Regions from separate parts of the Canis lupus genome. Here region 1 is linked to region 2. Evidence: chromatin contacts called from public Hi-C data. All regions are on one chromosome and are shown on one strand. The core of a region is the stretch at or near the end of the contact, and the rest is flanking DNA. Distances in the headings are between cores, read along the strand shown. Region 1 overlaps ABLIM1 (actin-binding LIM protein 1). Region 2 overlaps ABLIM1 (actin-binding LIM protein 1).

Region 1 (7,139 bases), core at 3,838-6,337, 60 kb after region 2:
TGCTGTTTTTGCTTTGCATGTGTATGACCTACACCAAGGAAGAAATGGGCAGCTGGCATTTCAGTCTTTTTTTTTTTTTTTTTTAAAGATTTTATTTATTCATGGAGACAGAGGGAGAGAGGCAGACATAGGCAGAGGGAGAAGCAGGCTCCCTGTGGAGAGCCTGATGTGGGACTCAATCCTGGGATTCCAGGATTGCACCCTGAGCCAAAGGCAGATGCTCAACCACTGAGCCACCCAGGTGTCCCTCAGCCTGTCTTTTTAAGTGACATCTATGATGGTCACAGACTATCATGCAAGTGCCATAGGGTAACCACATTTCTTCTCGATACATAACAGATTAGCCCAGAACAAGACCAGCCCACTGCTCACAGCTCTTATGGCATAACATGCTAAAATACCTGTGCCAAAAGGAAAGAAGGGGCCTCCATTTTATAATGTGAATTAGTTTCACAGGAACATCATAAACATTTGTTCCTGGAGTTTATGAATAAGCAGTCAAAAAGTTTAACAAAACAAAGCCTCAGAGAATCAAGGACAAGGATTTAGTTGAATTGTGTTATGATTCCATTTCCTCCAGTGTAGGAGTTCAGCAGGAGGGGTCTAAAAGCAAATCTAAACCCTGTCCTTGTGTCCATCCATTGGACAGACAGGACAGCATAACCCAATAGGTGTGTATGGGAAGGCATCAAAGGGGCAGAGGACCTGCCTTGGGCTGCCTGTGAGGGTCTCCCTCTCACACTGTGCAGGACAGGCTGACCCATCACCCGCTTGTCCCCAGAGGGCACACACACCACATAAAGACACATGCCACCAGCTTTTCTGGAAAGAAGGACACCCAAGACAGGAGGATTGATTTTCCTGGGTGTAGTGACGTGGGGAAGAAGGGAAAGGAAAGAATATGAGACCCAGGCAGGAAAAGCAGAGCCCCACCTTCCTCCTCTAAGAATGCCGACACTGCAAGAGGAAGGCTCTGGGGGCTGTAGTCTAGCGGTACCTGCCCAGGGAGGCCCTATCTGCAGAGGGAGCCAAGCTCCCTGGGGATGAAAGCATTTGTCTTGAAGGAATCAGTGGAGTGCTGGGTAAATACAGAGCCCCTGGCAGAAGGGAATTGTGTAAGAGAGCAGAGAGACTGCTGATGGAAGAGCCCAAGACCAGGGGGAGGGGACAGGGGACAAGCCCTTGGTCTGCAGATGGAATAGCCCAAGATCAGGGAGAGGGGACAAGGACCAAACCTTTTTTTTTTTTTTTTTAACCCTCAACACTTCTGGTTCCAGCCTGACATTTTTCTTCCCCCCTGGTGCTACTTTCATTTTGGAATTTTCTATGTTGCTGTTTTCTTTCTTTATGAAGTTGGCAAGTAACCACATTCCTGTGCCCAAGAAAGGAATTTTGATGGAGTCAGAAATCCCCAAGGGCCATTCACCAAAGATGGAAGGAAATTCCTACCAAAGAGATGCCCAATGTCTGCTGACATCTGGGATCTAAGTCCGAAGTCTTATGTAGCTTCCTGTACTATTAGTCTGCTAAAGCAGGAGGAGGAGAGAGGAGTGGTTGGGGGTGGGAAGAAACAGGGAGGAAGGTTGCTTCAGAGGAGACTTTTGAGGTACAGATGGGGATAGGAGGCTATTGGCAAACTCGAGTAATTTGCACTAATTTGATTCTGGACTTAATTAGGAGGCAGGTTGTAAACATCTTCAGAACGCTCCTGAATTTATAGGTTTATTAGCATAAGCTTTTAAAGATGTGCCATTTATAGCAAGACCTCTCAAAAAAAGAGAATCTTGTTGCTGAAAACAAATTTGAAAGCTAGCTAATGATAAATCATGCTACAATTTGAGTGTATGCTACATGCCAGTTTACAGAAAAACCTCTCCAGGAGAAAGAACTGCTGACTCTGAGCCCTTAGACCTAAGACGTGAGAATTACAGAGCTCAGGTCCCAAGAGCCAAAGAAACTTGAAGTCAAGAAGTCCAAGGCCTGGATTCACATATATATTTTTAATGCCTGCACTGAAAAATTAAGGCTCAAAGAAGTTGAGAGACTGGCCTGAGGTCCCACAGCTGGGAATTCCAGAGCCAAGAGTAGGTCCCTGATTCCCTCTCACGTGGAGCCCTTTTCATGAAAACACATGAAGACACTCCTCCCCAGCCCATCAAGCCAAAGCTTCCTTGGGCATCTGGAGACATCTCAGGTGAAAGCACCCAGAGAGGAGGCTATAGGGCACCCCTGATGCTTAGTGAGGGTCACTGGATGACACTTGTATAAGTCCCCAGCTTTACCAGAGTACATGTGAAGGGTGGCCCAAAGGATATATCTGCAAAAATTCTCTGGAACCTGTGAATGTTTGGAAAAAGGGTCCTTGCAGGTGAATAATTAAGCTAAGGATCTTGAGATAGATCATCCTGGATTATCTGGGTGAGCCCTAAAATCCAATGACAAGTGTCCTTCTAAGAGCAAAGCAGAAGGAGGGGTGACACAGAGAGAAGACACAGAAGGAAGGTCATGTAAACATGAGGGTAGAGATCAGGGTCACGTAGCGAGAGGCCACCATAACCTGGAAGGGGCAAGGGAGATTCCCCTTGAGAGCCCCTGGAGGGAGTGTGGCCCTGCTCACACCTCGGGTTTGGACTTCTGGCCTCTAGAACTGTGAGAGGATAAGTTTCTGTGGTGTTAAAGCTCCCGCTGTTAGAGCAGGTACAGGAAACTGTACAATCTCTATGGATAAAATCAATCAGAAAAAACAACAGTAACAGAAAAATAAGGATCACAGAATGGAGAAGCAAAATGTGGTATATCCGTATAACGGACCATTTTTCAGTCTTGAAGGAAATTCTGGAACATGCTACAACATGGATGAACCTCGAGGACATTATGCAAAGTAAAATAGCCAGTCACACACACACATAAATACTACATGATTCTACCTATATGAGGTGCCAAAGTAGTCAAATTCATAAAGACAGAGAATAGGATGGTTGATGTCGAGGTCTGAGGGGGAGAGGGGGATGGGGATTTACTGTTTAGTAAGTATATAGTGTTTCCATTTTACAAGACGTAAAGCGTCATGGAGATGGATGGTGGTGATGGTTGCACAACAGTATGGATATATTTAATACCAATGAACTGTACACTTAAAGATGATTAAGATGGTAAATTTCATGTTATGTGCATTTGACCACATATTTTAAATAGAAGGGGGAAAAAAATCCCAAAAGGCAAGGATCACAGCCTTTATAAATTACAATCATAATGTTTCAATGATAGGGTCTGAGAATGAAGTCATGGGAGGAGGGCAGTCTTGAGATCCATCCTGTTTTATATTGGTACCCAAGCCAAGCTGACTCAGAAAGGGTCACGTGTCAGTGTGCTACACAGGCAGGACATTTTTCTAGATCACACCCTTCTGGGGAGGTCGGCATGCCTGCTGGGTGGGTCTTGACTCTACTATGAGGCCCCAGGCGCTGTGTGGAAAGCTTCCATGGACTTCCACCTTACAGACAGATGGCCCTCGCTGAAATTGGAAGCCAGTCTGGTGAGAAGCTCCTGCAGCTACAGTGAACACCCCCTTCAGGGGGAGGGAACGGGAATAAGCAGATGTTTCTTCAAAGTGCCATGTTCTTGGACCTAGTGTATTTTTCTCAATCCTTCTCATGGTGGCTGAACTAAATCTGAAGTAATCTACAGCAGCCCCCTGCCTACCTACCTCCCCAACTCTTTTTGGGGAACATTTCCATACGTGGACTGAGACAGCTGTTTTGGCCCGCATCTACTGTAAACGTGGCTGGCTCAAATCTGAGGACTACGCTCGGTGTCTTCCCACTGTTTTTCCTACAGCCAAACATCTGGGAGATGGTTCTGATATTTTATTACTGTTTTAAAATGCAATTTCCCGATTGCTCCCAACTCAATGGGTTTATTTCTGTCTTACACAGATCAAATTTGGGACTCCAAAGGAAATGCTATGGGGCCCTACTCAGAGCTCTGGAGAAGGATGAGAGATGTTCAGGGGACAAGTGGTTGGGGGCACCTACCACTGCACTTTGAGTCTTGGGATCTGACCACCTGGACTTCATGCTGGACTCTGGATAGCACACAACCATCTTCTCCAATAGCTTTCCTACAGAGGTGCTTCACCGAGGGCCAAAAACCCAGCATTTGACCACACTTGGGCCAACTATTAAAACCACTGGAAAGACCATGAAAACTTCTCCTCCCACCCAACTATGTGTGGAGGGTGGGTCTCCCTTGCATCAGTACTTTCAAAGTTCTATGCACTGAGTTCTGCAGTCGTCTCCTGTCTCTACCCTCACCCCCTTTCCAAACATTTTTTTTTTTAATTTGAGGTAAAATTCACATGCCATAAAATTGACCATTTAAATGTGAATAACCCTGTGGCATCTAGGATAGTCACAATGTTGTGCATTTATTACCTCTATCTTGTTCTAAAACATGTCATCACTCCAGCTGGGTCTCAATGGTTATTCTTATCCCACCCCCTACCCCCCAACACCCAGGCAACCACCAGTCTGCTTTCTGTCTCTATGGGTTTATCTCTTCTGGATATTTCATCTAAATGGAAGCAAACCATATGTACCTGAGCTGAAACCAAGAGTCAGATGCTTAATGACTGAGCCACTCAGGTCCCCCGTGCATTCCTGACACAGCAGTGTGATCCAGTCACATTCAGCTCCAACTGCAATCACTTCAATGGCTTCCCACCATTCTTAGGATAAAGACCAAAGTCCTGACTATGACTCTCGAAGTCCTCATGCTCTGAGCCCTCCCCACTCCCTTAGCATCATCTCTCACACCTGCCCTCCTGTCCATCTGACTTTTTTTGTTTGTGCTGTGCTTGTCCTCACTTCTGGGCCTCTGTGGGGGCTGCTCCTTTTTGGAACCGCCTTCCCCTGGGTAAAAGACAACTGCCTGAAACAGTCACTTCCTTATCTCCCAAATCTAATTAGCTACACTAGGTCCTAGCACAGAGCCAACACTGGCCCTTCTGTGTTTCCTGGAAAGAAAGGCACCCCAGAGCTTGCCGTGGGATTAGGAAAGCTATGCTAGACCTCACTGCATAACCCCACAGACGCTGCCCATAGACACAGGGGGGCCTCTCAGATTTATGTGCAGTGTCTCTGAAACACACCCTGCTGGGAGGTTTGAATATGGTTATGTGGATTTGGTGCCCCGTCTGTCAAAGCTGTAGGACCAGTTGGTCGCCTTCCCAGCTGCTAGGCATCCTGACTTACCTCTGCCCAGAACACATTCTCCACCCTGAAACATGGGACAGATATGAGGTAATCTCTTTTGTTTAAAATTTTTTGTTGTTTTTGTTAAATCAGATCTTGTTAACTAATGCCCCACAGGCCAGGGAGAAGTGGGGCAGTGACTCCCTCTGAACTCTGGCCCCTAAATCCACAGTTTGGGCTCTGGTCCAAGAGGGGGCTCTGCTCAGCCCAGAGGCAGCAGTTGGTGGGGGTGAGGTGCGGGGGTGAGGCACTGCTGAGAAAGCAGGAACCAGGCTCTGTGGCTTGAGACATTCACACCTGAACCTGACAGGTTTGAGCTCAGCCCAAGCCACAGGGCGTTCTGGGTCACACAGGATGTGGTTTTTTTAAGGGTGGGGAAGTGTATGCCTTCACCTTTCACCCACCCTTCCTTTGCTTCAGTACTTTGCCCCTGCTCCGAGTCTGTAGACTCTCACAAGCACACACATACATGCAAGAGCGCACATGCACACGCACAGACACCTGCTCCCACACAGGTACATGTGCATGCGTGTACAGGTCACACACTGATGCACAGACACACACACAGGCACACATTGGCTCTAATACGCTCTCCGTTTCCTATTTTCTGACTTCTAAAACTAAAAGTAGTCTCATAAAACCCTTCCTTCTCCATAATTCCTCCTAGTCCCTCTATCACTTTTGATAAACTCCCCATCATTCCAATGTCGCATGAACATTTAGTAGAAACTGCCTGTGAAGACAATCCGACGCGTAAAATCTCGACAAATACTTTCTTTCCTCCAGAGGTGAAGATGAAAAAAAAAAAAAAATGGAACAAGAGCCTCTTTTGTGTTTTTGAAGAGTCTGAGGAAAATGATGGTAGCTTTAACGGGAGCCTGGCTGTCACTTACCTCCAGGACTTTCCCTGTGATAAACTGGTGACAGGCTTCGCATTTCACCCCAAAGAGCCCCTGGTAGTCCTTTTCACAGTACGGAGCGCCATCCCTGCAACACAGAAGGGTGTTCAGCTCCTGAGAGGGGGTCAAGGGGGCAGGGAAGACACCAGGACCATAATTCTCTGAGCCCTTCTCCACGGAATGGTAGCAGACCATATTTCTCCCCCACCCAGCCTTCACAGGCCTGGAGATCTGGTCAGACATGATCCCAATGCAGGAAACCAGACGATGTGGACGGAGGGCTGTTTCTCTGGGCTATGCAGAAATTACAGCCGAATCACCATACGATTAGCACTGCTGCTTCCCTGTTGTCTCAGAACTAACTAGCAAAAGTGCTGGCACCATTCCCCTTCCTCACCAGGCCAGATGGGCGTCAGATGTGGTGTCAGGGTTCACCCTCCTCTGAGGAGGCCCCAGGGCCACCTTCCCCTCATCGCCTCCTTGAGCTCACATGCCAGCACCTCCCGGCAGCGCTGAGACGCCATGTCTTCAGCCCTCAGGAGGCCCGAGGGGTGCAGGGCCGTCTCATCCAGCCTCTCAAGACCTCCTTAATTTACCTCAGAGCACAGTAAAAATGTTTTCTATGTGTGCCATTAAGTGGAAAAGTCAAAAAAGCACCACTGTACACAGCCTTCCGGGTTACTTTAAGAGCTGAGCATTTCCTCCCTCCTTCTTACTTTAGTTGTGCATCAAGAAATCACCTGTGATGTGTCTTCCTTCTGATATAGGTGTTTTGGCTTCTCCCTGACATGCCGACCTAGATTTCTAGGGGATGGGGCCCATGCTATTTTTTTTGTTTCACTCTATTCTTAAATTATTATTAAATTCACTTTATTTTTTTTTTTTTGAGTAGCTAATATAGCATAGAAAGTTTTATAGGGGAAAATTTTCCCTCATTGCCACTGTACCCCCATATTCATTCCTTTTTTTCTTTAAAGGTAACCACTGT
Region 2 (6,738 bases), core at 3,178-5,677:
CCTCAGTAACCATGGCTGCGTGAAATTTGAGAGCAAGTGACAAGGAAGCTTTGGTTTGATCCTAGTTGCCTATAGCCATAAATTAAATAAAAACAACAAAACAAAAAGTCCCCAAATGATGTGCTTCAACTTTGCAACTGGTCAATACTAGAAGTTAATGTTTCATAACATCTGTTGTGATTGGGATACTAACAGAAATTAGTTATTCACAGCACTCAGTCATAAACCATCAAAACAATACAGAGTTTTTACCATGTTAAATTATGATGGTTATCTAAGATCAATCCAGTTTTATTTAGAGCATCCAGAAAGTTGCTTAAGTTGCTTAAAGTTGTTGTTGTTTTGTTAAATATCTTCCTTAAGCAAGACTTGCCTTTAATAAGACTTATTGATTTTATTTTTTTATTCATTTTAGTTTTTTTTTAAGATTTTATTTTTATTTATTTACTACTGAGAGAGAGAGAGAGAGAGAGAGAGAGCGCTCAGGAGGGGAGGAGAGAGAATCCGCACTGAATCTGCACCGAACACAGAGCCTGACGTGGGGCTCGATCTCACAACTGTGAGATCATGATTTGAGTCAAAACCTAGAGTCTGATGCTTAACGGACTGAGCCACCACCCGGGTGCCTCTTATTTTATATTATTATTTTTTAGATGGGGGTTATTATTATTATGATCATTTATTATTTTTAGACCTAACATCTGAGCAGTTCACTCACTGAATACATAAGGAAATGCAAAAAAGTGAGAAGCATGCTAAACATACAAACCCCCTGGTTATTGTTATCTGAAGTAGCAAAAATGAAAGGAAGTGCTAGGTCAGGCCTTGCTGCTGGCCCACACTCAGATTTGGGTCAGCCTGAGCTTAGGCCACTGGTCCCAAAGCCACCCACTCCCTTTCAGGGAAAAAGTAAGGAGGGGCAATGGAAAGTGCTTCTAAGGCCTCTGGTCACCATGCAGGCAGTCAGTGTGGGGGTAAAGCTAAAGCAAGAAACTAGTGACTCCAGGAGGAGATAGTGTGAAGGAGTTGTTGATTTTCTAGATCGGTATCAGCTTCCTGAAGAGCCTTTATTAAAATGGATTGTGAGAGTAACTAATCTGGGGGGTGTGTCTTTGGTTTTGAGTCCTTCAGAGTGGAAGAGTGGGTATGGATTGACATGGGACCCATGGCTGACTATGGAACAATCACTGACGGCTCCGAGTGATCCGGACACATAGGAGTTATTCCCAAAGGAAGAGACGGCCTCATGGACTGGATAAAAGTCATTGTGAGATTTCTTTACCCTGAGAAGGAGGACAAGACTATTGGTTTTGGATTAAAAGGAGTGGCCTCCCCAGAAGATGGCTCTGCTTACAGAACACTCTCTGACCCCCGTAGGCCACTTCAGATAATCCACTATGTTAGGATTCAGATCAATTCAATATGAATGAGGGGAGAGAACCCCTAATCGGGACAGGTGGCCTCACTCCCTACAAACCCTCACCTGGCACTTGGAGGCAAAGGCTCAGGTATGGCTGTTTCTACTCACCAGCCCCCAATCTCATTTGAAAAAACATTGACTGCTGTGTCCGAGAGTCACATCTCACATGTAGGGAATCTAACATTCATTATAATTTTGCACAAAGTTTTTTGTTGTTGTTGTTTTGTTAAATATCCTTCTTTAAAAATTCCAGTCTAGGGATCCCTGGGTGGCACAGTGGTTTAGCGCCTGCCTTTGGCCCAGGGCGCGATCCTGGAGACCCAGGATCGAATCCCACGTCGGGCTCCTGGTGCATGGAGCCTGCTTCTCCCTCTGCCTATGTCTCTTCCTCTCTCTCTCTTTCTCTGTGTGACTATCATAAATAAATAAATAAATAAATAAATAAATAAATAAATAAATAAATAAATAAAAATAAAAATAAAAATAAAAATAAAAATAAAAATAAAAATAAAAATAAAAATTCCAGTCTAGGAAAAGTCCAAGTAACTCTCAAATTCCACCCGTTATAATGTTCAAGAATGGCACTTACCTCTGCTGATGGAGTAGGAGACAAAGTCCTTGGAGACTAGAAGAATAAAAGAGAATTGAAAGTCACAGCGCTTCCTGATTCATTATCAGTTTAATTATTTATCAGAATCACCTGGAAACAGTGTGCCACATACACATGCGCGCTGCCCTTGCCCATCCCTGTCTTCTGATTCAGTAAGCTGAGAGTGGGGCTCAGACAGGAACACAACTATACTCCTGGGAGACCGGCGTATGTCCCTGCCTGAGAACCGTGAGTTTTGATAAATACGTTGTTATACTTTAGATGCTTAAGTTAGACAAATTGGAACTATTTTTTCATCTGTGCTCAAGCTATGCTCGGTTTACTACTATGAGTCACAGTGTCTACCCAAACACAGAGTTTTGTAAACATGGTTGTTGACTAAATTATAATCACAGCAATCACATAAAATCGCCTGTTGACTGACATAGGCCGGTGATGACCAGGTCTGTGGCATCCCGCCCTGGTGGCTTGCCAACAACACTACCATTCACCTTCTGGCTCTCGTCCTTCCAGGCACAAAGGCTTCCTCAGGGGGCAATGAACAGATCAAACCCTCTCTCACCACAGGGCCTTTGCATTTGCTGTGCTCTCTGCCCACAGTGCTTTTCACTCAGACACCTGCTGGGCTTCCTCATCTTCCTCAGTGAGCTCTCTACCCAGGTATCACACCTGTGCCTTCTGTGAGCCTCCTATTTGAAGGGGCAACCCAGCCCCACATGCTTTCTCCTTCTTCTGCTTCATTTTTACTCTAGTGCTATACCAGGGAAAAGTGCATCATATATCTTTTTATTGTCTCTCTCCCACCTTCCACTGTAAGCTCCGTGAGGGCAAGAACTCTGCTCCTTTACAACTAAGTAGTCCCAGCTTCTGGCACAGCTTACGTGCTCAAAAAATATTTCCTAAATGAATGAATGAAATGTTTGCAATTAAAATGCAAAAAGCATTAAAATAGAAATGAAATGCAAAATGAAATGAAGAACATGGCCAGTGATGGATTTCTCAGTGTCACAGTTTGCCCTTATCCTAAGGTCACAAGAAGCCGCCGCCAGGCTCTCTGGCGGATTCCTCTCTGTGCTGTGGATTCCTCAAGCCCCATGGTCTCAGCTACAGGTATAACCTATCTCTGGGGGGTGTTGTTAGCCGGGTGAAGACAGGCTCCTTGAGGTAGGAGCCAGGCCTGAGCCTGCTGACAGCAGGCCTCTGAATCTGCCCTACTAATGCTTTAATGCTTTCTTTCTTTTTTTTAAAGATTCCATTCATTCACTCATGAGTGACACAGAGAGAGGCAGAGATACAGGCAGAGGGAGAAGCAGGCTCCCCGTGGGGAGCTGGATGTGGGACTCCATCCTGGGACCCCAGGATTATGACCTGAGCCAAAGGCAGACGCTCAACCCCTGAGCCACTTAGGTGTCCCCTACTCATGCTTTCTGAAGGCACGTATGGCTACACAGCATGTTAAGTTTATCCCTCCACTGTTTCTAAATTGGCAATCTATGGATTCTTTGGAAAAATGTTAATAAGTAAAGGGATAAATAACCAAAGGGCATGTAAAGATTTCTAAGCTGCAAGACTTGTGTGTTGGGGAAGAGATCACAAATCTGTCTGGTTTCTGATCTGAGGGATCATTTTCCCATCGAGATTCTGTGAGATTTCTCAGAGAAACCCACAGGTCATCATTCCAGGTTAGGACAGAAATGATGCCGACTATGAGAGCAGCCAGCATTTTTGTTGAGCATTTACGTGCCATGTGCTGTTCTAATCTAAGTATTTCGCTTAATCCTCACAGAAAACCTCTGGGGTAGATATTACCATCTTGAGTTAACAGATAAGGAGATTGAAATACATATTTTTTCCCAGAGTTGTATGGTTAGTAAATAGGAGTCTGACTCCAAATCCTGAAATGTTCACTTCAAAGCCCAAACTGTTGAGTGCTTGATGTTTTACTGCTCAAAACAGCCACTGGGAAAATAGACACATCAAACAGCTCATCTCCCCACCTTGTTTGTGTGACTTGAATATCAGAAAATTCTCATCCACTTGCTCCAGGACAAGGCCCTGTGCACCCTGTTCAGGAACTGTCCTTTTTCTTTTACTCCCTGTGCAACTCTCTAGGGTCCAAGGGCCACTGGACAGCCCAGGCCGGATCAACCTGCATTTGAGCAGCTGCAGATGCAGTTACATCCCTGTGACCACGAGGGGGCACTACATGAAAATGAATGTCCCTTCCTGACCAGTGGGCCGGTTCAACCCAGAGCTATGCTCTGGAATAAAACCCAAACTGAAAAATAAGTAAATAAAAGGAGGCTCTATGGAGAGCGAATTACACAGAATCACCATGGTTTTCATGGCTTTTCTTCATCTAAGACCTCCAAGCACTGTGGGGATGTTAGGTAGTTTACAGTCTGTCTTAACCTTGGATTGAACACCTAATTTCAGTCCAATACTTGGGTAACATCTCCATGACCGCACTCAAGCCAGTCCACTGAGGATTCCAGTTTTAAAAATAAAAGGGAAAAAAGTTAAGAGTGAGTTGAACAGACCGGAGTCCACGCTACCCGGGCTGGGAACTCCAAATCCTGGGAAGGGATGGGGAGGAGCCTAAGGAGCTGAGAGTCTGTGCTCCAGTCCCTGGACCATTAATGTTGGGAGAGCATAAATCAGCCCCAAGAGGACAGGTAACGACCCCCGTAGCAGCTGTCATTTGCCGAACATTTGCCATGGGTCTCTCTGCTAATTGCTTTAATAGATTAGTTTATATAGGTCAGTTTTAACAGATAGTACATGATCTAGATATTATATAGATATTAACCTTTAATAGATAGTTTATTTAATCCTCACTAACGTCCTATGAGGTACATTTTGTCATCCTGTTTTTCAGATGAAGAAACCAGGGTCAGAATGGCTGCCGCATGGCCATGGTTGTACAAGCAGCATGTGGAGTCCCAGGTGGAGCCCGGATAATTTGATTCCAGAACCCTGGCTCACATCGCTGTGCCATACTGGGGTCTTGAGCTCTCTGCTGTTTCTGTTCCTGCACATTCTATCATAAGATGCTGCAAACTGCAGGGCAGCCTGGGTGGCTCAGCGGTTTAGTGCCACCTTCAGCCCAGGGTGTGATCCTGGAGTCCTGGGATCGAGTCCCACATGGGGCTCCCTGCAAGGAGCCTGCTTCTCCCTCTGCCTGTGTCTCTGTCTCTCTTTTTCTCTGCATTACACACTCTCATGAATAAATAAATAAAATCTTAAAAAAAAAATAAGATGCTGCAAACTGCAGGTGTCGTGATTTAGGATGTATTGTTCTCTTTCCTCATGATCCCCATGACTATACTTTGGCCTGTCCCCAGACCAAGGACCCCCCCTAACCCCCTCAAAAAGACTCTCCCTCTCTTACACCCTCTGTCCCCCCTCACAGAATCTCCCCTGAGAGCTCTGACTTCCTTCCCAGTCTATCTGCTCTGCTATCCCAGTCTGGTACTAGCGCTCATTCATCCTTTCCTGTTGTTTCCTCTGGCTGGTCTGTCCTTCGGCCTCTCTGTAACCTCCTGACGCCAGGGGGATGGTGTGATAGGCTTCTGAGTACCTTGAAACACCTGGTACAGAGACCTGCAAAGAGCAGGCAATCAAAGGGACCCTGTGACTTATTTTGATTCCCCTCAGTCGTCCTCATACACATGACAAAAGCAAAGCTGTTATATAACTCACAGCTTCTAGAATTTATTACCTCTCCCAGGCTCTGCCTCTCCTGTTTGTCATCATAGCCCGAAGTGTAGAAAGGCTCATAGGTAATAAGATCCGGACGTTCAATATCATAAATTGCCTTGACCTTGGGAATGGCTGCTAAATCCTTATAATCCAGGATTTCATTGTCCACTTTTGCCTGGCAAAGTTAAACAGAAAGCAAAATTACTCTTGGTCTCATTTCTTTTGGGAACTATTGTTAGTACATTTCATGTCTGGCTTGAAAGGTGAAGACCTTAAAAATAAACCCAAATCAAAACATTCTGCTTAGTTTTAAAACCAAAAACGTTTTGCTTTAGAAAGTTGCCTATTTATTATCATGGTTTTAAAAAAAATAGTCATCAAAATCTTAGGAAAAAGTCTGTGTAGAATAAACTAAGTAGAAAAGCCTATAAACCTTCAAGATAATTTCCCCAAATGTATTACAGAGATGGAGAAGCTCAAACAGATGGTCAAAAAATTTTCCCAGATGGCTAAAAACAAGAACTGCATATTTGATAAACCAAATATTTAAATATCTTTGTGGCATAATTTAAAAATACTCAGTATCAGCATTATGAAATGTATAATTAATCCCCAAGTATGTATATCCAAGTTGGCTGTGGCAATTTTTAAAGTCCTGCACGGTATTACTGCACTTTATGGGTCATTGATGTTGCTGGTCACATTTGTATATAAATTTAATTACCCGAAGGAAAACATGATTGAGAGGGTTGACCTTCAAAAATGAAAACTGGAGCTCATAACATAAATAGAAGTTGTTTCAAATTATTCTATTTTGGATTACCCACTCCACTAATACAATCTGCTGCTTTACCTGTCCCGAAAGGGTCTTCTCCAAGTGTAAATACTTACATAGATAGTATGACCTGGGGAGCCCGGGATACTGGAGCCTGGTCTAGAATAAATGCTTTCAGAGGAAGTCCTGGTAGGCTGTAAAATAAACAGTGTGTTGTAAGGCTTCAGACCG

Evidence for each region. Hi-C and Micro-C count contacts between places; a contact is called where the count stands out from the background.
Region 1: a Hi-C map of blood shows a contact between it and region 2, with 2.9 times the contacts expected there. The contact joins two enhancer-like sites. A contact is called at or near these places in 4 of 9 Hi-C or Micro-C datasets (amygdala, blood and liver).

Annotation. Positions count from the first base shown.
Region 1 is chr28:25,644,279-25,651,417 of UU_Cfam_GSD_1.0, forward strand. It overlaps ABLIM1 (actin-binding LIM protein 1), which reads right to left. Exons shown (of 26, transcript XM_038578864.1): 7 at 6,146-6,239. Among named protein-coding and RNA genes, the nearest start is that of AFAP1L2, 160 kb to the left of the region's middle. Within about 2 kb of position 5,088, at least 8 of the 20 cell types and tissues checked have an H3K27ac peak or open chromatin away from gene starts, as enhancers often do. A contact at or near this core is called in blood, where this site is marked.
Region 2 is chr28:25,584,989-25,591,726 of UU_Cfam_GSD_1.0, forward strand. ABLIM1 (actin-binding LIM protein 1) reads right to left here. Exons shown (of 26, transcript XM_038578864.1): 11 at 6,624-6,701; 12 at 5,752-5,907; 13 at 2,010-2,045. Among named protein-coding and RNA genes, the nearest start is that of AFAP1L2, 96 kb to the left of the region's middle. Within about 2 kb of position 4,428, at least 6 of the 20 cell types and tissues checked have an H3K27ac peak or open chromatin away from gene starts, as enhancers often do. A contact at or near this core is called in blood, where this site is marked.